Linked DNA regions of Mus musculus: regions 1, 2, 4, 5, 6 and 7 are each linked to region 3. A link is a contact called in public Hi-C, HiChIP or PLAC-seq and promoter capture Hi-C data. All regions are on one chromosome and are shown on one strand. Each heading gives the region's core, a stretch centred on a gene start, on an enhancer-like site or on the middle of the called end of the contact. The rest is flanking DNA. Distances are from core to core; before and after follow the strand shown. Region 1 holds the start of Myb (myeloblastosis oncogene). Region 2 overlaps Gm33671 (a long non-coding RNA gene). Region 3 holds the start of Mtfr2 (mitochondrial fission regulator 2). Region 4 has its middle 41 kb from the start of Ahi1. Region 5 has its middle 5.9 kb from the start of Gm33619. Region 6 holds the start of Hbs1l (Hbs1-like (S. cerevisiae)). Region 7 has its middle 17 kb from the start of Ahi1.

Evidence for each region. Promoter capture Hi-C pulls out the DNA fragments that hold promoters and counts their contacts. Hi-C and Micro-C count contacts between places; a contact is called where the count stands out from the background. HiChIP or PLAC-seq counts read pairs in DNA pulled down with a chosen protein or histone mark.
Region 1: a promoter capture Hi-C map of neutrophils shows a contact between it and region 3, with 5 times the contacts expected there. The contact joins the promoter of Myb here to the promoter of Mtfr2 in region 3. A contact is called at or near these places in 15 of 39 promoter capture datasets (3T3-L1-derived adipocytes, the C10 cell line, the HPC-7 cell line and 10 more), 1 of 484 Hi-C or Micro-C datasets (embryonic stem cells), 5 of 115 datasets of contacts at active chromatin or transcription factors (the 230-238 cell line, craniofacial prominence, large pre-B cells and 2 more) and 2 of 9 other capture datasets (adipose tissue and macrophages).
Region 2: a contact with region 3 is called in a promoter capture Hi-C map of the HPC-7 cell line. The contact joins the enhancer-like site here to the promoter of Mtfr2 in region 3. A contact is called at or near these places in 4 of 39 promoter capture datasets (the C10 cell line, the HPC-7 cell line, cranial neural crest and 1 more) and 2 of 115 datasets of contacts at active chromatin or transcription factors (acute myeloid leukemia and bone marrow-derived macrophages).
Region 4: a contact with region 3 is called in an H3K4me3 HiChIP or PLAC-seq map of bone marrow-derived macrophages, with 7 times the contacts expected there. The contact joins the enhancer-like site here to the promoter of Mtfr2 in region 3. A contact is called at or near these places in 9 of 39 promoter capture datasets (the C10 cell line, the HPC-7 cell line, cranial neural crest and 6 more), 7 of 484 Hi-C or Micro-C datasets (the AML12 cell line, bone marrow-derived macrophages, cerebral cortex and 4 more), 11 of 115 datasets of contacts at active chromatin or transcription factors (the 230-238 cell line, acute myeloid leukemia, bone marrow-derived macrophages and 8 more) and 1 of 9 other capture datasets (liver).
Region 5: a Hi-C map of pre-B cells shows a contact between it and region 3, with 4 times the contacts expected there. The contact joins the enhancer-like site here to the promoter of Mtfr2 in region 3. A contact is called at or near these places in 6 of 39 promoter capture datasets (the C10 cell line, cranial neural crest, hippocampal neurons and 2 more), 2 of 484 Hi-C or Micro-C datasets (palatal mesenchyme and pre-B cells), 2 of 115 datasets of contacts at active chromatin or transcription factors (bone marrow-derived macrophages and pro-B cells) and 3 of 9 other capture datasets (adipose tissue, macrophages and pancreatic islet).
Region 6: a promoter capture Hi-C map of embryonic stem cells shows a contact between it and region 3, with 9 times the contacts expected there. The contact joins the promoter of Hbs1l here to the promoter of Mtfr2 in region 3. A contact is called at or near these places in 9 of 39 promoter capture datasets (the 3T3-L1 cell line, embryonic stem cells, erythroid cells and 4 more), 6 of 484 Hi-C or Micro-C datasets (LSK cells, Sertoli cells, cortical neurons and 3 more), 8 of 115 datasets of contacts at active chromatin or transcription factors (the 230-238 cell line, astrocytes, effector CD8 T cells and 3 more) and 3 of 9 other capture datasets (adipose tissue, embryonic stem cells and liver).
Region 7: a contact with region 3 is called in a promoter capture Hi-C map of neural stem cells. The contact joins the enhancer-like site here to the promoter of Mtfr2 in region 3. A contact is called at or near these places in 15 of 39 promoter capture datasets (the C10 cell line, the HPC-7 cell line, Sertoli cells and 11 more), 39 of 484 Hi-C or Micro-C datasets (the AML12 cell line, the C10 cell line, CD8 T cells and 29 more), 16 of 115 datasets of contacts at active chromatin or transcription factors (the 230-238 cell line, acute myeloid leukemia, bone marrow-derived macrophages and 12 more) and 3 of 9 other capture datasets (adipose tissue, liver and macrophages).

The regions. Positions count from the first base shown.
Region 1 is chr10:21,159,544-21,162,472 of GRCm38.p6, forward strand. Myb (myeloblastosis oncogene) reads right to left here and starts at 1,441. Exons shown (of 16, transcript NM_001198914.1): 1 at 1,153-1,441. The coding sequence starts at 1,175.
Region 2 is chr10:21,227,380-21,230,438 of GRCm38.p6, forward strand. Gm33671 (a long non-coding RNA gene) reads left to right here. Exons shown (of 4, transcript XR_380153.2): 4 at 1-1,079. Gm33728 (a long non-coding RNA gene) reads right to left here. Exons shown (of 4, transcript XR_380155.3): 4 at 1,071-1,659. Among named protein-coding and RNA genes, the nearest start is that of Gm33671, 12 kb to the left of the region's middle. Within about 2 kb of position 1,337, at least 22 of the 459 cell types and tissues checked have an H3K27ac peak or open chromatin away from gene starts, as enhancers often do. A contact at or near this core is called in the HPC-7 cell line, where this site is marked.
Region 3 is chr10:20,346,471-20,349,471 of GRCm38.p6, forward strand. It overlaps Mtfr2 (mitochondrial fission regulator 2), which reads left to right and starts at 1,349. Exons shown (of 7, transcript NM_027930.3): 1 at 1,349-1,453; 2 at 1,865-1,965. The coding sequence starts at 1,441.
Region 4 is chr10:20,910,349-20,913,339 of GRCm38.p6, forward strand. No RefSeq gene overlaps it. Among named protein-coding and RNA genes, the nearest start is that of Ahi1, 41 kb to the right of the region's middle. Within about 2 kb of position 1,608, at least 25 of the 459 cell types and tissues checked have an H3K27ac peak or open chromatin away from gene starts, as enhancers often do. A contact at or near this core is called in the HPC-7 cell line, bone marrow-derived macrophages and fetal liver, where this site is marked.
Region 5 is chr10:21,191,221-21,194,502 of GRCm38.p6, forward strand. No RefSeq gene overlaps it. Among named protein-coding and RNA genes, the nearest start is that of Gm33619, 5.9 kb to the left of the region's middle. Within about 2 kb of position 1,426, at least 44 of the 459 cell types and tissues checked have an H3K27ac peak or open chromatin away from gene starts, as enhancers often do. A contact at or near this core is called in adipose tissue, pre-B cells, pro-B cells and 1 more, where this site is marked.
Region 6 is chr10:21,294,272-21,297,411 of GRCm38.p6, forward strand. It overlaps Hbs1l (Hbs1-like (S. cerevisiae)), which reads left to right and starts at 1,708. Exons shown (of 18, transcript NM_019702.2): 1 at 1,708-1,905. The coding sequence starts at 1,863.
Region 7 is chr10:20,933,629-20,936,836 of GRCm38.p6, forward strand. No RefSeq gene overlaps it. Among named protein-coding and RNA genes, the nearest start is that of Ahi1, 17 kb to the right of the region's middle. Within about 2 kb of position 1,608, at least 11 of the 459 cell types and tissues checked have an H3K27ac peak or open chromatin away from gene starts, as enhancers often do. A contact at or near this core is called in the N1E-115 cell line, neural progenitor cells and neural stem cells, where this site is marked.

The DNA.
Region 1 (2,929 bases), core at 191-2,690, 810 kb after region 3:
AAAGAAAGGAAAGAAAGAGAGAGAACAGATTGTTTAGCGAAAATCAAACCACGAGTGGAAAGGCGGGCGCGGATAGACTGTGTCTCCGCGGACTCCCCCCCCCCCCCCCGAATCTTCCTTAGGGTCGGTCGGTCGGTGGCTTTGCCAGAGGCGGGCCACCAAAAGCAGCTGGAGCAGAGTGCTGGGAGCAGCGGCGACCTCAGCTGCTTCCACGTGTGCGCGGCCCAGGAGAAGAGCGGCGACATCGCCCGGGGTGCACTGCAGCTGCCTTGGGTGCCGCCTGCCTCCAGCACTTTGCGCCGAGTGGCGACCGCCACCGAGCTAAGCCCCGCATCTGTTGCTCTCTGGGAGCCCCGGCGTGTCCTCGGGAAACCCCGAGTCGGGCCGGACTTGAGCGCCAGCAACTGACAGTTCCGAGAGGATCCCTCTTCCCGAAGGTGGGGCCAAAATGGAAAGAGAGTGCACGCATCATCTCGGCCGGTGCGGTGACATGTGCGACGCGGGCGCGTGCAGTGTTTGCAAAAGCTTCTTCCATAACAAGTACAAGAATCTTCAAACGGCTGGGTTTAAAACAATCTGCAAACCCATTTTGTCCCCCTAAAATCTTTGCAGCTGCCTGCCTGTCAGCTGACACCTCTCTCGCCTCCATAATGAATGAATGAAATTTAAATGAACTACCTGCAGCTACTAAACAACCCGGCCTTTCCCTATATCTGCCATATGCTCTTCAAGTGCAAACACACCTCAATGCATGCAGCAATTAGGCTGCGACTCCCTCGCCGACACTCGGGGCATCAAGCCAAACACCTGGTGGGCTCCTCGGGTCTGATGGAACCGTTCAGTCCTCGGCTGAAGAGTGCCGAGCCCCCCCCCCACCCCACCCCCCAAAGAGAAACGAATCCCCGAGCAACTTGCAAAAAGAAAAAGAAAAAAGAAAGAAAAAGGGAAATAAAATAAAAAAGAGCCTCAGGGCATGCTTCCCACTATACCCGTGCGCTTCTCGCAGAGTTTTCCATTCATCCTTCTCCCGAGTGTCTTCTGCCACTGGCTGACAGCCCCGCAAACCAACAGGGAAGGCATTCCCACCTGCTCCGGGATGCCTGGATCCCCGCGCGCCCTAGCCCGAGGCCGCCCTCTCAGCCTCCCCATTACCTGTGTCGGGGTCTCCGGGCCATGGCGAGGCGGGCCGGGGCTCCGCCAAGAGCCCCGGGGACCGCACCGGTTGCCGCCTCCCGCTGCCCTCCGCCTTGCCTGCGTCCTCCCCCGGCTGCGCAGCGGCGCTCCGCACCGCCGGGGCGAAGTTTCTCCGGAGAAAGGGGAGGAGAAGGAGGTCACCGAGGAGGAGGAGGAGAAGGAGGAGAAGGAGGAGGAGGAAACAGGTTGATATTAAAGTGTAACTCTGTAAACAGATGCCATCAAACAAAGAGGTTTGGACACTCCCCCTCCCGCCAAATCTGGCGCCCCTGCAGTGCGCACGCGCCCTGCCCGCCGCCTCCGCGGTCGCCCGAGCTGCAGCCCGCCTGGCCGCCGCTCCCATTCGCCTCTCGCGCCGCGGAGCTGCTCCTGGCGCGCAGCGCGGCCGGGACGGCGGGCGGGCGGGGAGCCCGGGCTGGGGAGGGGCGGCCGGGGCCGCGGTGGCGCCTTTTCCTGCGCAAACCCCGCTCCGTGGCCGGGTGGCGCCGGCTCACACCGGGTCCCGCTGTTACCGCTTTCGGGGCTACGCGGTCGCTCCTCTCCGTAGGCTCCGGGGCTCCCGAGCCCGAATCAGCAGCGCTTCCATTCAAGGGCACCTCGATGGGGTTGGGTGACACACTTCTGCCTTCAGGGTTTCAACTGCGCCCCGACTTCAACACACCCGGGAGCAGAGAGTGTGAGGGATGATCGGTTGAATAGAGTGAGCGTACTTCCCCAACCCCCAACGATTTTTGACTAGGTCCAGTTTTTCATGTTTTAATTTTAAAGGGACATCTTTAATTCACTGGTAAGCGACAAAGGATACTTAAATACAGTCAGCCCTGTGGCTACAGCCTTTGACAGATCGAGCCCCGGGCTCATTTTTCAATCTCCTCCCAGATCCTGCAGCCCACACACCACCGGCTTTTTGTCATAAGCCCTTCCTCCCTCACTTAGACACACGCCGGGCCCACCCACCCTAGGAGGTGCCTACCACGCACTTCTGCCTCTGCAGAGTGCGCTCGGGTCCTGGGTCCTGCGTCAAACACTTGCTGGACAAACCTACTGGATCCCAAACAAACAACCCCTAGCAGTTCTCAGGAACTTGTGCACTCCTGATTCATTTTTTTTTTAAACCAAACCCATACCACTGGTTCTCAACCTGTGGGTCCCGACCCACTTGGGATTGCTCGACTGTTATCTTGTACGTTTGATATATATCTGATCTCTACATTATGATTCATAAGTAGCAAGATTACAGTTATAAAATACTGATGAAAATAATTTTATGTTTGGGGCCACCACATGAGAAACTTGTATTAAAGGGTCGCAGCTGAGACCCTTTAAAGGAAGGCTGAGAACCATTGAGCTAAACAGTAAGGACCCTGTTGGGTGTAATTTGAAGAGTTTACCAGCCACAAGTCAGCGAAGGTATCCCTGTAACTTTAACTACAGGTTCCCAAAGGAGCGATGTGCAAAGTGCTGAATTTATAAGGATTGGTGATTGGGGGATTTCAGGGGACTTTCAGTGTTACTTCTGTTTATAAATCAGTACCCTTGGGGATTTTTCTTTTCATTCTCAATACACACCAATTTATTTTGCCTTTAATCTTTTAGGAGTTCAAGACTTGTGCTGACTGGGTGTGTGAGTGTCCCAAGTGCTTTAGGGGTTCAAACATAGCTCAGAAAGCTTTTTTTTTCTTACTAAAAAAGCATGTTCTTACTGAAATGAGTCATAATTTTATTAAATTGTTGA
Region 2 (3,059 bases), core at 87-2,586, 880 kb after region 3:
GTTTGGACAGTAGACAAAGTTGATTGATATATTTTTCATGGCGTTTGATCAAGATTTGTAGCTAACTCTGGAACGTGGTAGGTCTCCAGGTCACACAACCAGTGTGGTGACAGCAATCATTCCCTACCAACAGTGTTAGAAGACCAGTGCTGTACCTGCATCTTCGCTCTCTGATTATCCATCCTTTGGGGTCCTGAAGCCCTTCCTATACCAACTTCAAGAAAGCTTTTGACCTCTTTTCACAATAGCCTGCTCTTCCATTTTCTGGAGAGATTATAGTATGGCTTAATAGTTTTCTTTGACAGACATCTGAACACTCTCTATCCGACCCAACTTTAAAATAATCAACAGTAACATAATCTTGGAGACTCACCATTTTATACAGAAGCAGGTACATTTGTCGGGAAAAGACTGGATGCAAATTGCCATTTTCTCAGGCTTCCGAGACTTTCTCAGACTTTCCCAGAGTCACCTCCATTTGTCCCCTGTGAGGAGCTCTGCTAAGCTGACAGCACAGTGTGCACTTTCCTGCTTGGAGCAGAGGCGAACACATTGCACACGTCTGGACCGCTGCTCCCTTTTCTGTGGGAAATCGGTGTTTTCCAGGTCTCTCCCTTCTCCCAATTCCGCAGAGCCTTTGCGGTATAACATCAGGGATTTTAGAGCACTCTGCTATGAACTGCAAATGTGCTAGTCCAGGTTCTCATTTGCTTTAGACGTGTTTGTAGAATCTCCTAGGCTAGTTTTAGGGTGCTTCTTCATGGTTTTAGAAATGCCACCCCCACCCCAAATTATGAAGAGTGAGCCAATTTGCTTTGTACCTTTCCCTTTTTGCAACATAGCTTACCTCTAGCCACTGGTGTATTTGTAGACACCTTGGTGTAAAAAGTAAAAGATAGTCCAATTTTTAATTTTTTAAATAACCTATCCAGTTTCTTCAATGCAATAAAGTGAAGAAATCTATTTTTTTCATAGTGAGACTCCACTAGAGACAGAAACTGCATCATGTCATTTCTAAATACATTTGGTTCCATTTTAATTTTTACATTAAAATAAAATAACCTATATATTCCAGCAAAGAAAGACTCATTTGATATTTTTTAAAAGTATTTTACAAGTCATGAGATTAAAAGATCATACACCCACCATGTTGATAAATGTCATTAATAAGATCCAAGTGACGGTGACAGAGACCCTTGATAAATCAAGACATGTTCCTTATCTTGACAGTACAGAAGGAAGTTAGCACAATCAGGATGCCCAGGGAAGAGGCCAGCAGCCTTCCCCAGTAACAGACAGAGGGCAAGCAGATGCGCTCTTGCAGATAGTACATCGAAAAGGGCAGTAGTCACATGAGAGCTCCTGAGAGTTCAACTGACCTCTGAGCTCAGCCTTACAGCCGCACAGCTGGGCACTTCATCTGCAAGCTGCAGGACTGTGTGCCAGAGCAGGCTGCATTACAAGTCTCAGTGCACTTCAAGGAAGCTAGACTACCTGTCACGCACGGTGCAGACTGTGTGGCATAGTCAGGATAGGCATCCCTTCCCGCAGTGACTTCAACACAGCACTGTAGCTTGATTATGCATTTTAAACTAGAGCCGTCAGCGTAGGCTTTGGAAATAATGCTTATGGTTTCTTAGATCATTGGAAAGACTCGAACTGAAAATAAAACAAAAATATAATATTATTATCCCAACAGATCCAAGAAGTGTACTCACTGCTAAATAAATGGAAACTGGCATTATATAAACATTTATGTGTGTTATATATATTACATGTGTACACACATAATACATACATTACACATTTATATATAACACATATTGAAAACACAAATTTTAAAGCAGAACCATGTATGTAATTTACACAGATTAATAAAAGACTCAATAGATTGGCTACAACCACTGAGGCAGGAGTCTGTTAAAATATAAGATTACTACGCAGAATGGGGCTGGAGACAAATCTCAGTGGAGAGGGTTTGCCTAGAACATCCAAGACCTGGGGATCATGGGGCTGACACACTTACACACACACACACACTCACACTCACACCAGAAAATTCAGTATTCTCTATGATGTATATAAAAAATATAAAAGGAAAAAATCCTTCTTTTAAATAGCAGTAATAAAATGAGTATAAAATACTTGGTGCTAAAAGGAACGAATATTAACCTCTATCCTAAGGAAAAGATCAGCAACTTTCCCCTAGGCAGACAAAGATGCCAGGACGACTCAAAATCATTTACAAAAGAACACGTGTCATTTTGAAATTATACAACTTTACATCAACCTAACTAAAATGCTACTAGAATTTTTAATAAAGATAATTCTAAAATTAAAAGAGAAGCCGTGTAAAAGGAATTAGGAAACAGCTGTAGGAAATCACGGTATGTCTCACTATACGTGAAAATACATCAGGTGAGTTTTGAAGATGGCATACAGATCAATCAATTAAATACATTATCTAGAAATCAGCCCTATTCACACATGGATATGAAGACTAAGGTAATTTAAATCTAAAGAGAGGGGCCCACAAGAGTGAGTGCATACCATGTGTGTTCTTTTGTGATTGGGCTACCTCACTCAGGATGATATTTTCTAGTTCCATCCATTTGACTAAGAATTTCATGAAGTCATTGTTTTTAATAGCTGAGTAGTACTCCATTGTGTAAATGTATCACATTTTCTGTATCCATTCCTCTGTTGAAGGACATCTGGTTTCTTTCCAGCCTCTGGCTATTATAAATAAGGCTGCTATGAACATAGTAGAGCATGTATCCTTGTTATATGCTGCAGCATCTTTTGGGTATATGCCCAGGAATAGGATAGCTGGGTCCTCAGGTAGTACTATGTCCAATTTTCTAAGGAATCACAAGACTGATTTCCAGAGTTGTTGTACTAGCTTGCAATCCCACCAGCAATGGAGAAATGTTCCTCTTTCTCCACATCCTTGCCAGCTTCTTCTGTCACCTGAGTTTTTGATCTTAGCCATTCTGACTGGTATGAGGTGGAATCTCAGGGTTGTTTTGATATTGAACATTTCTTCAGGTGCTTCTCAG
Region 3 (3,001 bases), core at 99-2,598:
TCAAAGCCAACTTTCTTTAATTTCCGATCATGTCCCAAAACATTAATAACAAACCAAAACAACCAAAAACCAAAAAACACATTTCTCCAGAGAGTTTATACAGTCTTGGTTGTTTCTTTTCAGAAATGCTGTATTATTTTTTATTTTTTATTTTTGGTTTTTTTGAGACAGGGTTTCTCTGTGTGGCCCTGGCTGTCCTGGAACTCACTCTGTTAACCAGGCTGGCCTCGAACCCAGAAATCCACCTGCCTCTGCCTCCCAAGTACTGGGATTAAAGGCGTGCACCACCATGCCCAGCCTTATTATTTTTTAAGAATATACATATATTCATATATATATGTTATATATATACATATATTTATATATATGTAATTTGTTTTTGTTTTTTGTTTTGTTTGGTTTTTTGAGACAGGGTTTCTCTGTATAGCCCTGGCTGTCCTGGAACTCACTTTGTAGACTAGGCTGGCCTCGAACTCAGAAATCCGCCTGTCTCTGCCTCCGAGTGCTGGGATTAAAGGCATGCGCCAACCACTCCCAGCAATTGTTAAGATTATTAAAACATTCCTAAGAAAGGAAAAGAAAATGTAAGAATTTCAAAACTTAATGCTCATGTCCTCATGACATGCCAAATCTTTAGTTATTTAACTGAGGTTTTGTAATTAAATACATTACTACAATTAAATATCAATTTGTGAATTGGGTTGTGGTGAGTATAGCTATGACCAGTGTATATAACTCTGCTTTCCATAATCTCTTACTGTCAATACAAAACAAGGGTTTTTTGGTTTTGTTTTGGTTTTGATTAATTAAAGCTTTTTTGCTTTTCATTAGCTTTCAAAAGTTTGAAAGGTAAAGGTGTAAAAAAGCCTTAGGGTCAGCGAGATGGCTCAAGCAGCCTGCTACCAAACCTGAGGTCTCAAGTTCTATCCGTGGATCCTACACAAATTGTCCTTTGGCTTTGAAACAGGTACTTTGGCATGTGCATGTGTAGCGTGCACACACTAAGACATGTAAACAACTAGACTGGACAGTGTGGCTCAACATGAGTAATCCCAGCATTTAGCATAACGGCTAGATATTTTCGCAGAATGACTAAACAATTACAAGTGGGCGGATTCTTTGTTGAATGTTGGGAAGGCTTGACACCTTACTGGCAAAGGACTGAGTGAAGCACAAGTTGCAAAGGCAGAAGACACAATTCCGAATGCTGGGGGCACGGTGCGCATGCGCCTTTCGAATGCGCCTATTGGCTCTTACCCTTCCAATCACCGGCGGCGTCCTCCGGCGGCGTCCAATAGGGATAGACTCCGAACTCCGGCCCGCGAAGCTTGATATTCCAGGCTGGGGTCGAGTCGGAAGCGGCGAGCGATTCCGGGAAGAAGCTACTCTGCGGCTGTAGGTCGCGTCCGGAGAGTTTCCCCGGCCGCCTGGCGCCGTGCAATGCCGCGGGATGGTGAGTGGCACGGGCTCCGTTAGGCCTCGGCTTCCGGTCGGTGGCCGGTGACGGACGGACGGACGGAAGCGCGGGCGGGTGGCGTTCCTCGCGGGGTGAAGAGAGCGGCTGGGCGGTTCTCTCCAGGGGCAGCAGAGCTCCAGGGATGGTGATCTTGGCTGTCGCACATTTGCTTGTCAATCCCTTTACACACACACACACACACACACACACACACACACACACACACACGGTAAGATAGCAATGGAATTTAGTAAAGTGCTCTTTCTTTCCTTTTAAGTCTCTCTTCAAAATAATAGCTCTCCAGGAGCAATCACTTGATGGTGTCATGAAAGGTCTCTGTGGTTTCCTTAGTGCGGTCTATGTAGCAGTTACCTGTCAAGAGTAATAATTGATAACTTCTCTTCTAAGGTACCAACGAACAGCGTTTTCTTGAACTTCCTTCACCAATGTCTTTCATTCTAAATATATTAAGAAACGTGCTGGAATATTTTGGTGTTCCCGTAGACCAGGTAAAAGTCTTTTATTAATTTTGCTAACTTTATTTTTGGGTCTCGTTATTGTCGTTGCTTTGAGACAGGATATGGTGCAGCTTAGGCTAAAAGTCTGGATTTTGCTGCTATTCTTGGGTCGTTTTTGTTCTTTGAGCCAGGCAGGGCACTATGCAGTTCAGGCGTTCCTTGAGCTCCTGATCCCCCCCCCCTACCAATGGGAGGAAGTTAGGACAGAAACTCAAAACAAAGCAGGAACCTGGAGGCAGGAGCTGATGGAGGAATGCTGATAACTGACTTGTTCCACCAGCTTTCTTATAAAAATTAGGGCCACCTGCTCAGGGGTGTTACCACCCACCACCACCTACCAATGGCTGATTACAGATGGACAGTGTGCCATTTTGAACATGTTCTCTGCCCTGATTAGTTTTTATTGTCAACTCGGTATTAGAGTCTTATGGGGAGAGGAACCTCAAGAAATAGCTTAGATTACGTTGGCTTGTGGCCCTGTCTCTAAGTGAGTGTCCTTACTGTTCATAGTTGTGGTAGGGCCCAGCCCTGTGGAGGATACCATTCTTGGGATAATGAGTTCTGAGCTGTATAAGAAAGCTAGTTGAGCCTGAGCCAGGGTTTCTGCTTCTATTCCTGCCTGACTTCCCTCAATGATGATGAATCGTGACTGGCTAGTTTCATTTCAACTTGACACAAACTGTAATGATCTGAGAAGAGGGAACCCTGATTGAGAAATTGCCTTCCAAAAGTCAGGCTATAGGCTAGTCTGTAGAGCATTTTCTTTTTTTTTTTTTTTTTAAAGGGTAGCCAGTCATACTTTTTTTTTTTTTTTTTTTTTTTTTTTAAGATTTATTTATTTTATATGTAAGTACACTGTAGCTGTCTTCAGACACTCCAGAAGAGGGAATCAGATCTCGTTAGGATGGTTGCGAGCCACCATGTGGTTGCTGGGATTTGAACTCCAGACCTTTGGAAGAGCAGTCTGGAAGAGCAGTCGGGTGCTCTTACCCACTGAGCCATCTCACCAGCCCCGAGCATTTTCTTA
Region 4 (2,991 bases), core at 358-2,857, 560 kb after region 3:
TGCTGCCTAAGGCTCATCGAAGCACCTGTTAAAATACTACATTCTGGCGACCATTCCTGGAGACCATGCTTCAGTGGATCTGGAGCACAGCCCAGAAATTTGTATTTTGAATATTTATAGAGCTTAATAACTAATGTCAATGGCCAAACTTAGGAATAAAAATAAGAAATGAAACTAAATCTTGCAAATAGGAAAGATCTTATATTTTTAAATTTTGCTATAAAATGCACACCATAAAAATGGATAAGGTTCCAAAGACTGGTTTGTCATGAGTTGTCTGCAATGTTCTGAAATACACCATTATTTTCAAGCCCTCTAGCTCATGACTGTGGCAGAATCCACAGAGCATGAGATTTGTCATCTGAACCACTGTAAAATGTAAAGTTTTGTGTATTAAGTGCATTCATATATGTGTGGTCATTTGAGTGAGAACTGTGCCCCATGAGTCCTGGCTCTGTGTCCTCCAGTCTCTATAGCCTGATCAGCCGCGTGTGAGTGAGCGAGTGAGCTATCTTCCGGGTGCAGTCCTATCAACCATTCTTGCCACTCTGGCATCCATTTTCATATTCATTTTTAAAGCTATGTTTATGGAAGTATTTGCATGTGAATGTGGGGCCTGCAGAGGCCAGAGTCATTGGATCCCCCTGGAATTAGACTCAAAGGTGATTGGATACTGGGAGTCAGCTCCTCTGCAAGAGAGGTTTATGCTCTTAACCGCCAAGCCATCTCTCCAGCTCCTCTTCTCTGGATATTCTAGTTTATCTGCAAGCCGTAATTCTGTCAATCTGTAAAAGCAGAAACACTCAGACCTGCATGCCATTTGCTGTGCCACCAGACCTGTTTTAACTGCTGAACACAAATATGCCCACACAGAATATGTTTTCCCCCTTTAGTTAATATTCATCTTATGCTTAGTTTTAAGTAGCAGAACCAGTAACCACACACACAGTCCTGGGTAGAGAAAAATACAGGCCTTCCAGGCTATGCTAGTCAGCTTTCTGAAGTTACTTCAGATACTTGAAATAAGCAATTATGAAGAGAAATGAATGATTTTTGCCTCATGGTTTTGGAACTTTCTGGGTCTGATCAATTAGCCCATTATTGCTCTGAGACCTGTGGCAAGACCACATCATGGTGGGGAGCAGAGAGCAACCACCAGCTACACAGCTTGTAGTCAGGAAGCAGAGCAGAGAAAGAGGAAGAGACTGGAGTCCCACAGCCACCTCCTCCCCAAGATACATCCTCAGTGACCTAAAGCCCTGCTAAGCTCCCACCTCTTGAAGCTTCCAACGCTTTCCAACAGTACCATGAGGTAGACCAGATCTCTAACCCATGGCCTTTGTTGATGTTTCAGTTGCAAAGCATTGCAAAGGCAACAGTTACAACTGAGCCACAGTGTCTCCCTTGCTTCTGCATTATTTGGATGACAATGTAACTCAGGTGCCTTTGCTTTTTGCCCACATACATATAGGTACATACACACAAAAGCACCCCATGTGCATGTGCTCGAACACATGCATGTACACACACACGCACGCGTACACACACCTTTCAGTGTATGTCTGTGGCAGACTTTCCCTCGTGTGTGAGCTACTGAGCTCCTGGCTATGTTACTTCCTTCTGTCTAGTGCTGATTACAAAGCAGGTGCATCACAGGTTCTAATTTACCAGTAGCCAAACGGCAAAAGACCATTGGACTCTCAGGACCTCTGAGCACCAGAAATTGTGTGACCTAAAACAAACAAACAAAAACAAACAAACAAACAACAGCAAAAACTTGGCTGTAATCTCCAAAGTTGAGCTTTCGATTCAAAAACAGTCTCCTCAGCAGGCTCTCTGGTCACTGACTTCTGGTGACAGCACGTGGAGATTAAACTTCACAAACGCCCTTATCTGACTCACAGAAGTGAGTGGACTCTGGGACAAAACTAGTAAACATTTTATTGAAATGGCAGGTGGTAAGAATTGTCTTTCCAAACAGAGTCATGGTACAGGAATAAAAATCAAGTTTTTAAAACCAGAATCCAAAATGTAGGAAAAATATTTTTAAAGAAACCTTTCTGTCTCCCATCTCACACCCAAGAGAACTCTTTCTTATCCTCCCCCTTGCTGTTCAATTCCACCCAAAACTTCTTGGATATCTTACTACATTTTGTCCATCTGTAAGAATATTTCAATTGGATGCATTCTACCAAAACTGCCAGTTTAAAACAAAACAAAATAAAAATAATAATGTAGTATTAAAAATAGTTTCTTAAAATTCTACTTTAGTAGTGGTCTGTTTTCTATATTGCTGATCAATCTAAATGTATATAATTTATTATGTACAAAAATATATACATTAAATAAAATATTATACACATTATATTATATTGTACATACGAGTCATATACAAGATATAGAATATACAGCATAGAATATATTATTATATCTGTGTATATTGTATATATTATATACAATGTAAATAAACATTGTGTACATAAAATATAAATTATATAGTCTACAAAATATATAGTTTTTCTATCTGTAACAAGAACTATAAAAACTACTACAAGTTTTAATTTGTTAACTATGCTTCTTAATAAAATCATCTAAATAGGGTTTAAAAGTATATATAAACATATATATGTATATGGTATTTGGTACCGTATTATATAGTAGGGATAATTTAATAGGATATTTAAAAAGTAAAAGGAAACAACAAGGTTTAAGCAAGTTGCCATATACCTTTAAGCTATTTTCATTATCTTTACCACTGTAAATGTATGTGTGACACACTGAATAGGTCTCCGAATACAGATAATACAACTATACAAAGCCTTTCACATGGCGCTCGGGGGCACCAGCTGCTCTAGAAGAGGTCCCAGGTTCAGATCCCAGCACCCACACAGGGCCTCACAACTGTTTATAACTCCAGTTCCAGGACATAAAACACATTCATCTGGCTTCCCTGGGATTCTGCATGCACGTAGTATGCATTAACTCACGTAG
Region 5 (3,282 bases), core at 176-2,675, 840 kb after region 3:
CCCTCCCCCACGTACACATGCCACGCACAAATTACAAAATTAAAACTTATTTTTAAAAACATGGTAATGTACTAGGCATGGTGGCGCACACCTTTAATCCCAGCACTGGGGAGGCAGAGACAGGCAGATTTCTGAGTTCGAGGCCAGCCTGGTCTACAAAGTGAGTTCCAGGACAGCCAGGACTGCACAGAGAAACCCTGTTTCGAAAAACCAACCAACCAACCAACCAAACAAACAAACAAACAAACAAAAAACATGGCAATACATCGAAGAAGCTGCCCATGACCACACGAGGCATTGCTACACATCTTAAGATTTCTAGAACCTCCTCTTCAGGCGTGTTGTGTGTGCGGTTCTTTAGATATGAAGCGTTTGCTGCAGAGTCACATTTGGAGCAGTCTGATCTAGAGAATGCTCCTTAAAGGCTGAGGACCAGGCTTAGTGGCAGAATGCCTGCATAGCAAGCAGGGCCTTGGGTTTCAGCAATAGGAAAACAGAGAAGAGAATGCTTCTTTTAATTAATTAATTAATTTTATTTTTTTACATCCCAGATGTTGTCTCCCATCCTAGTCCCCTTTTGTAGAGTTTCTTCCCCCATCTTCCTTCCCCTTGACCTCTGAGAAGGTGCCCCTCCTCCCAGCATCCCCTTTCCCTGGGGCATCATGTCTCTACAGGACTAGAAACATCCTCTCCCACTGCAGCCAGACCAGGGAGCCCTATGCTGAGTATGTACCAGCAGGGGCCATGGACCAGCCCTTGTATACTCTTTGATTTGGTGGCTTAGACTCTGGGAGCTCTTAGGGATCCAGGTTAGTTGACACTGTTGTTCTTCCTATGGGGTTGCCACCCCCTTCAGCTCCTTCAGTCCTTCCCCCAACTCTTCCTCAGAGTTGGTTGGCTGTAAGTATCTGCTTCTGTCTCAGTCAGCTGCTGGTAGAGGCTCTCAGAGAGAACAAAACACTCCTGGGTATGGTAGTGTTGGAGAAGAGAAGTGACTTTCACCTTCTAGCTCATGACGAATCAGGCTTGGAGAAAGAGGTATGATGCTCAGACAGTCAGTTAGTTGTCACCACGTAGAAGTTCTTTGGAGGGCAAGAGCTGGGAACACAGCATAAACAACAGCAGACCCAGCCTGACCAGCCGGGGCTTGCCCTCCAGGAAGGGAGACAGACAGTAATCAGATGATCAATTGAACAAGTGTCAAATTATACCTGTGACATATTCTACAAAGGAACGGGGCACGGCACAATGAGAGTCTAGGATTAGGCACTTGACCGGACTGGTGGCGAGGTCAGAAAAAGCTTGCCTGTAAAAGTCATGGTTGTGCTGAGAACGGAGGGAGGAGCAGTCACGGACTAGATGAAAAGGAAGGAATGAGCAGAAGGAACAGAAAGCGAGGCAGCCTGGTGCATGAGGAAGCAGTGCCAGTAAAGGGAATTGAAAGAGACCCAGGTGGCCCGGCCTGTCACAGAGTGGGACAGTGTGTGAAGCCACTGGGGCACTGGAGCCAGCTCGTATTTATATCATGTTTATATCTGAAAGCCAGTCTACATACATGCCTTCCCAACTGCACATTTAGCGACATTTAGTTTGTAGCTCAAAGCTGGATAAGGTGGGTCTATTTACATCATAAGAATTGGCCGGCCCCTCTTTTCTGGGTTAGTTATTCTGTATTAAAAAACGTGGAGACGTTTCTAGAACCAGACTATGACATGGTCTAGACCTGAGATTTGCAACATTGGGAGGAAACAATCCTGACTCCTGGCAACTATCAGACAACTAATCAGGTTTGAAAGATGCCACCTGGTATTCTGGCTTTAGCATCCCGTCCTCTCCTTTACTCTCTTCTCTTCCTCCCTGATATTATTATAGAAGCTGGGGTGGAAATGGGTAGATATCAATCAGAGCTTCGAGAGCCCTACCAGGAGAGACCATCAGTGAGGGCAATCAGGAGTTCAAGGTGGGTATGAGTGCTTGGTGCTGATGCTGTTGAGAAGGTGATAAATGATGTCCTGGTTCTGGCTCCTGACCCGATGAAGGTGAGGCAGAGTGGGTAGAGGGTAGAGAGCAAGGCTGTGGGATACAGGGTGCAGAGTCCATACTCAGCAGCCAGCTTCCAGTGAGAACAGAGGCAGCACAAGAGTTCAAACTGAAAGCTTGCCAGAGCGTTGGGAAGACAGAGGTGGGGTCCCAGTGGGGAGACGGGAGGGGGAGGGAGAGGGGGAGGGGTTTTTCTATTTGGTGTTGGTGTTCGAATGGTTTTGTTTATGAAAAGAGAAAGATAATGGAAACGGAAGAAAGCCAAGGGGCCTGGGCCTCAGCAACAGGAGGATTCAAGATCTTTGAAATGATAATTCGGCTTCAGTGTAGGCCATATGCTGAAGCAGCCTTTACATCTTGGTTTTTTATTCTGTGTCATTTTACAGAGACTCCACGTTTCCCCTAAGCAATGGCGGGTTTGTTGCTGCCTTGAGAAGGAAAGACAGCAGCTCTCTTGCTGCCAGGACTAAGCCCAGTTCCATTTACAATCTTCTGTTGCTGAGATTCCATTCTTCCAGGGCAGACTCCTTGGCATAATTAAAATGAGACTCTTATCCCTACCCTGCCCAGGTCTGGAACCCTGGACACAGGCATGTTGCTGCAGGCTTCCTGCTCATCCAGGTTACAGCCTGCTGGGCACAGCCCGCCCTCCTGGGCACAGAGTAGACTGAGCCTTGTCTCCTATCTCCCTCTCCTGTTCTATCCCTCCCCTCTGTCTTCCTCTTTCCTCTTCCCCTGTCTTCCCCCTCTCTTCCTCTTTTTTCCTCCTCTTTTTCCCATTCCTCTTCCTCTCTTGGCTAAATGTCCACATGAGCACAGACTCTGGGTGCAAGGATTCTTTTTGCGATATTTTAAGATATAGACGAAGCTGCTGGGTTGGAGGGAGGGCTGCCTCATTCTTAGGGAAATATACAGCCAGGGAAAATTCAGCCGCTTTTCCCCTTAGTGCTACACAACCCCCAAACCCACAGACCTGCTCAATAGATAAGATGTAATCTGTTATCCTTCCCAGAGCTATTTGTATTCACTGGAGGAAAGGAACTTAACTGGAGAAAGCATACTGTTAAAGGGAACAGAAAAAAATATTTTTTTTTTCAGAAGGGGCCTCCCTAACCCTTTTGAGATCATGTGGCTTTCTTGAAGGGCTCTTCCTGAAGGCCTATCAGGGGCAGAAGCAGAGGCTTCCCTGGGGTGGGGGGTCCCTTATAATTAACTCAGCTCTGCCAAAATCAAACCCTCCTT
Region 6 (3,140 bases), core at 458-2,957, 950 kb after region 3:
CAACTGCTTACAGGCCCGCTCTTCTGCTCATGCTTGGCTTGCTTTCTCTTACAGCCCAGGCCCCACTACTAAGGAGGTTGCCCTGTAGAGCAGACTGGAAACTCTTTGCATCAATCAATCAAGACATTGCCTCACAGGACAATTCTGATGAGGCAATTTCCAGGTGACTCTGAGTTATGTCACCTTGCCAGGGAAACTAACAAGTGTAAATAATATACCATTTTCAGGAATCAATACAGAACAGACTGGTCCACACACCCAAGTTATGTGTCATGTCTGAGGCAGGATTGTTTTCTTATTCACCCTACTAGTTATGTGGTCGGTTTATAACTCATTTACTTCAATAGCCGCATCAGTGACTTGTAATTAACAGCATTCACGTTTACAGTGGGATAGAAGCTGACCCTGGTTTTTAAGTTTTATGTACGTGACGTTGAGACAGGGTCTCAACAGTGCTGGTTGGCCTGGAACTCCCTGTGTAGCCAAGGATGACCTTGAATTCCTGGTCCTCCTGTCCCTGTCTACAGAGTACCAAGATTAAAGGAATTGAGCCACCAGGTCCAGCACATTTAGTACTCTTTAGCACTTAATGTCCTGTGCTAAGTCCTCTTACATGGGCAAATATTATTTATGAATTTGATAATGTATAAGATAATATCTTCACTTACAAAGAAATAGGCTGCAATGTGGAAATTATTTAAAGGTATAAAATAAAACACTTAAAAATCATAAAATTAGCATCTACTTTTTTTTTTTTTTGTCTATAAAGTTTTGCCTTGGAGCCATATGAAACATTGTGAGTTAAGAACACCATTGGGTAGTCAGTCAGAACTCAAATCTGAGCCCTTTACAAATATGGATTTAATTTGTGTTATCCTCATTGTTGTGGATTAGAAAAGCTGAGTAAGGTGGTGTTAGACATTCGCCTTTGATTCCAGGTCTTGGCATTGAAAGCACAAGCTACAATAAAATGGTTTGTTCAGTGTGATAATAAGGTTGATGTTTTTTACACAGCATTATTAGCCTTATGTTGTATGAAACAAGGATGTTTAATAACAGGTTATAGATTTATGTGTTATTATTACATCATAAGCACCCAAGGCTAGTTCTGTGTCTGAAAAGCTGTACTAAACACCCTTAGCAAGTTCACATATTTATGTATTCAATCAATGTCTAAGGCTTCCTTCTTAATTAATTCGTGCTAATGAAATATTTTACAAAGCTAAGGTCAGACAGTTGTTTACCAGAGCTGTTAATGAATTTAATATGGAGCCCATACCTGAAGCCATGAGTTACATGCGAAGCATATTGACCCAGTGTGGCTACATTTCAAAGCTAAAATTACTCATTCAAAAAGTTCCCTCTACAGCTTGGACTAATTATTATGCCAAATTTACACGTTTATTGATTGCCTATAGTGTTTACTAAGGCTTAAAAGCTGAAACAAAGTCCTTGTTTTTACTGAGCGAAATAGGCAGCTTTTCAGATGATCAAAAACCAAAGTTGGGAAATAATCCTGAAAACCGGTGTAGGTGAAGGATCCCGCTCAACAACCCTCTGGTTGCTTCATTTCTGGCCTTGAAGTCCACGTCAGTCAATTCGCTTGTGGGCGGGACCTCGCCCCCCCCCCCCCCCCGCCAGTTCGCGAGCGCGCACGCGTTCCCGGGAGGCCCGCAGTGACCCCGAGAGCTTGCCGTCGCCAAGTGCGCAGGTATGACGTCGCGCATGCGCGGACGCTCGGCGCAGAGGCCTGGCGGAAGACAAGATGGCGCGGCAGAGGTGTTCCGCCCGCGGTCTGCGCCTCGTCGGTTTCTGAGCCGAGTTTTTCTGGAAGGGACGGCGGCAGGCGCCGTCTGTGCGCGATGGCCCGGCATCGGAACGTCCGGGGATATAACTACGATGAAGGTGGGTGGTAAGGCCGCGCCGGCCGTGACCTTAGCTCTTCCAGCTGTCTCCATGGCCGCTTTACATCTCCCTGGAATCGAGCATGGACCCCGGAGCCACGCTCGCAATGGGATCTTCGGCGGAGAGGGAGCGGGCGGAGAGCGAGCAGGACCTGAGAGGAACACCCGGGGAGGAAGCCGGCGTGTTGTCTGCCTCCTAGCTGAGCTAGTTCACCGACCGGGCAGGGGTGTAGCATCTCCAGGGCCCATAGGTGTGGCGAGGTCGGGATCCGATGCTGTTCGTATCCAAGCGTCACCTCTTCTTTCCCTGTTTCCTGCGGGGATCCCGCAATGAGTTCCTGACGTCTGTCTCATAAGCCCTCCTTCAGACAAGCCCACGAGGCCGTAGTTAGAAAAGAGGCTGGCTTAGCGCTTACCTGCGGCCGGCCTACTACAAACGTCAGATTTATTTCGTTGTCCCCGTGTCCCTGCGTTTTTGACTGCTCCATTTTTTTCCAACGGATTTCAAAACTGGGGACGTGAGAAACAGAAAAGATTCTTGTTTAAAAGGGCTCAAGAAATTGGGTCGATTTGCTGATGTTCAGGTGTATAAATTCAGTTATTGGCAAACAGTGCTTAATGTAGATTGATTTTAAAAAGGAAATGGAAAAATAACACCAGCGGGGAGGTCATGAAAAAGGGACTCGCAGTTTGTTGGCATTGAGTGGATGATAATAAGCATCATTTAGCATCACAGAAGCTAAAAATAAACACAAATGTAAAGTGATGCAAGAATCCTAAAGACCTGCTGCTTTTTAAAATGGAGAAGATGCAATGTTTACGCAGGCGGTTGTTATTAACACCCCCTTTGGGGGGATTGTGAGCTTCAGTGTCCTCAACAGGTTTGACCAACCAACAACCTGGGCTGCATCTGGAGACTTTGACCCAGTCTGCCTGGAATATCTTACTTGGCAGGCATTCACTGTAAGAATACATAGTGTCTGTATAAAAGGCCTGGTGGACCACTACCACTAAGAAATGACTTTAGTCTGGAAGAGATTGTGTAGCTGTGAAATAAGGGACATTTATTACCAATATATTTCCTCAGCCAGTGATAATTGACTATTTAAGGGTACTGCTTAACACATGAGGACTGTTTACAGTAACAGCTGGTTAAAGCATGAGAGATTCCACAGTGTGATGACAGTAATATAGAAACGATGCAAAAGAGAGGGTCTAAATTAGAAGGGAAGGGCT
Region 7 (3,208 bases), core at 358-2,857, 590 kb after region 3:
AGTCATCTTTCAAACCATAATCATACTAAGACTATCTGTGGGAAAACAACCACAGAGTCAGGTCCTCATGTGAAGAAACGTTCATCATGCAATATCATAACTTACCTCTCACTTGCTTTGTGTGCAGCTCAAGAACAAATATTTTGTTGTGCAAATTATCTTTTAACTTATTAAATGTGGTCTTTATAATGTCTGGGCCAAAAACGTCTTAGAGAGCAAAATACTTAAGAAATAAATATATTAAAATTGTGTGAGGATAATCTGAAAGTTAGATCATAGATTATTTGAGCAAGATGTCTTCATGGACAGCTGTAGCCAGTGGCTTTCTTCATCCATAGCTGTGTCATTTGAAGTACAAAACCTAAATGTTGATATTTCTCATTTAATTATCATCATGTAGCTTGTAAAAATATTTTAAAGGCTTAGTTAGTACTTTCATATTTCAGTATGTTTTCTGTTCTGTGCATTTGAAAAACAAAATGCAACAATTCTGAATTGTTCAAGAGTATAATTAAAATTCAACACCAGAAGGTTCTGGAAGACGTTTAATGGTGACTCTGTCAGGCTCATTTTTGTCTTATTCACACACATAAATCCCTATCTTCTATAGCAAGTAAAAATTATAAGATACAATTGTGTTCTACAGTGACCACCACTATAAAACAGCATTTGTTACACACACACACACACACACACACACACACACACACACACACACACACACACATATATCTGATTTATTACAGGCATTCAATAGAAACAGCATGTCAAAAAGTAATAAAATGCTATGAGTTTCTTTTTTATTGCAAATAAAGTTCACATATACTTTCAAAGGAAAAAACTTGGAAAACTGAACATCTTAAATAGTTTTGAGATTAACGGAAGGGTACTCCCAACTGGCCATGTCCCAGAATAGCTGGAGAGTGTATAACTTAGTTACAGCCTGCATGTACCTACGCTAGGCATTCCGCTAGGCATTTGAAAAGCACTTTTCACTATGGCTATTTTTTCAAACAATACCACATGCCTAGCCATAATAATGTTTTATTTTGTCATCTTGTTTGAACCAGGCTTATGCACACAGCTGTGGTGTGTTGAATTTCTAAGACACAAAGTCAGTCCAGTTTCATGAGTCTAGACTTTCTGTTCCACATTTGAATTTATTTTTTCTGGAAAGGAAAATTCACTATAATAGGTTCTTGTCTGGTGCCATGAACATAGTAGAAGCTTAACAAATATTTACCATTGTTGAAGTTAGAACAACCATTGATCTGAACCCTGTTGGATATGTTGGGTTAGGACCACATTACTTGCAAAAAGCAATATTCGAATCTTAGGCAATTTTTGAAAATGACAGTTTTGTAGGAAGCCTGATATTCTACACAAAGGATAAAGTGTTACTTATAAGCATGATTAAGATGCATTGTAATCTAAAGGCTTGTTGAAAAGCAAGGAAAGTCTTATTCTTTGTTATTGTGATCTGATTGGTTTGGGCAGGAGAACCAGGAAAGAACTGCAACTGTGGCTCTCTCTATAGGAGAGAAGCAAGCCAACAATGGTGGGGGAGAGTCAGCCATGTGGGCATGACTATAGAACTCCCCAGTTTTACATCGGGAGACAATACACAGACAAATTACGGTTGGTAGTCATCATCTAAAATGAGCCAGGAGGTATGCTGCACCAGGGACACTCTATCTGATGATGATGGCTTTATGCTCAAGAGTGGGAGGAGTTGTCTGGCCTGTAATAAGACCTTCGCCAGTGAGCTGCAGAGGGAAGAACACTGGGAAAAGATCCAAGTCCCCTGGAGAGAAGATGTTGGCAAGACTCGTTGGCTTCACAGACCCAGACGATCTGGCTGGGGTTCAAGGTTGGAATCCATTTCCAGCAGAGAATAATGTGCATACAAAGAACAGAGACAATTGTCTAGGTATACAATGGGCTTAGGGTTGAGAACACAGGCTTGATATGGGTGGTAACAATAGGTGTTGATACAGGACTCACTCAGTAGCAGACCTAGGGCAGCAGATGGATCCCAGATAGACATGGAGCCCGTCTTGTATCATCTGCCATTAGGCATCACTAAACATCACTAAACAATCCTTAAATAAACTTTAAATAAACTTTAATAAATCTAAAACTACTTTAACACTCTTAATTCACTTCTATAATAGTGAATATCACCTCTTCCAAAATGAAACACCCTACCCCACCCTTGCCCCTGTAAGTATGCTATACTTTTAGCTGGCATATAGCTAGCATTTTAATAGGGGCTCACTAAACATTATTGCCACAGTTTGAAAAAACTTGGCAAATTTTTTTTTTTTGGTTTTTTTGAGACAGAGATTCTCTGTGTAGCCTCCCCTGCCCTGGAACTCACTCTGTAGATTGGGATGACATTGTACCCAGAAATCTACCCACCTCTGCCTCCTGAGTGCTGGGATTAAAGACTTGCACCACCACTGTGAGAAGCCCTTTTCTAAAAGTTTTACCTCATTTCTTTTTCATATCAGCTGCAGTTCATATCAACTGTAGACAGAGAAGGGTCAAAGCACTTTCTATGTCTTCATTCCATTAAAAAAGGGAAATGTAATATTTTATTGAATTTTATCAAGAAAGCATGTGTGTGTGTGTGTGTGTGTGTGTGTATGTGTACACATACACATATACATATATATACATACACATGCAACTGATTAATGTGGGTCCAGATACTTGGCCTAAAGTTATGCTAAATGTTTCTATTAGGGGAGTTTTGATGAGTTAAACTTTGGAATAGATGGACCACATCAAATAGATTGATCTTGCTACAATTATGGATCTTAAGAACTCATTCAAAGATCTTGTCTTAATTTGGCTTCAATTGCTGTGATAACATAATGACCAAAAGCAACTTGGGGAGGAAAGGGTTTATTTGGCTCACAGGCTCCATCATCAGGGCAGCCAAGGCAAGTATTCAAGGCAGGAACCTCTGGCATCAGGAACTGATGGAAGAGTGCTGCTTGTCAACTTGACTGGTGGAAGAGTGGTGCCTATCAGCTTGCTTCCCATGGTTTGCTCCACCTGATTTCTTAGATCCTCCAAGGACACCTGCCTAGGAGTGGCACTATCCCCAATGCCCTGGACCCTCCCACATCAGTGATTGGTTAACTCCCACATCAATGACTGGTTAACTCCACAGTGATGATTAGCCAGGCAAATGTCCTAC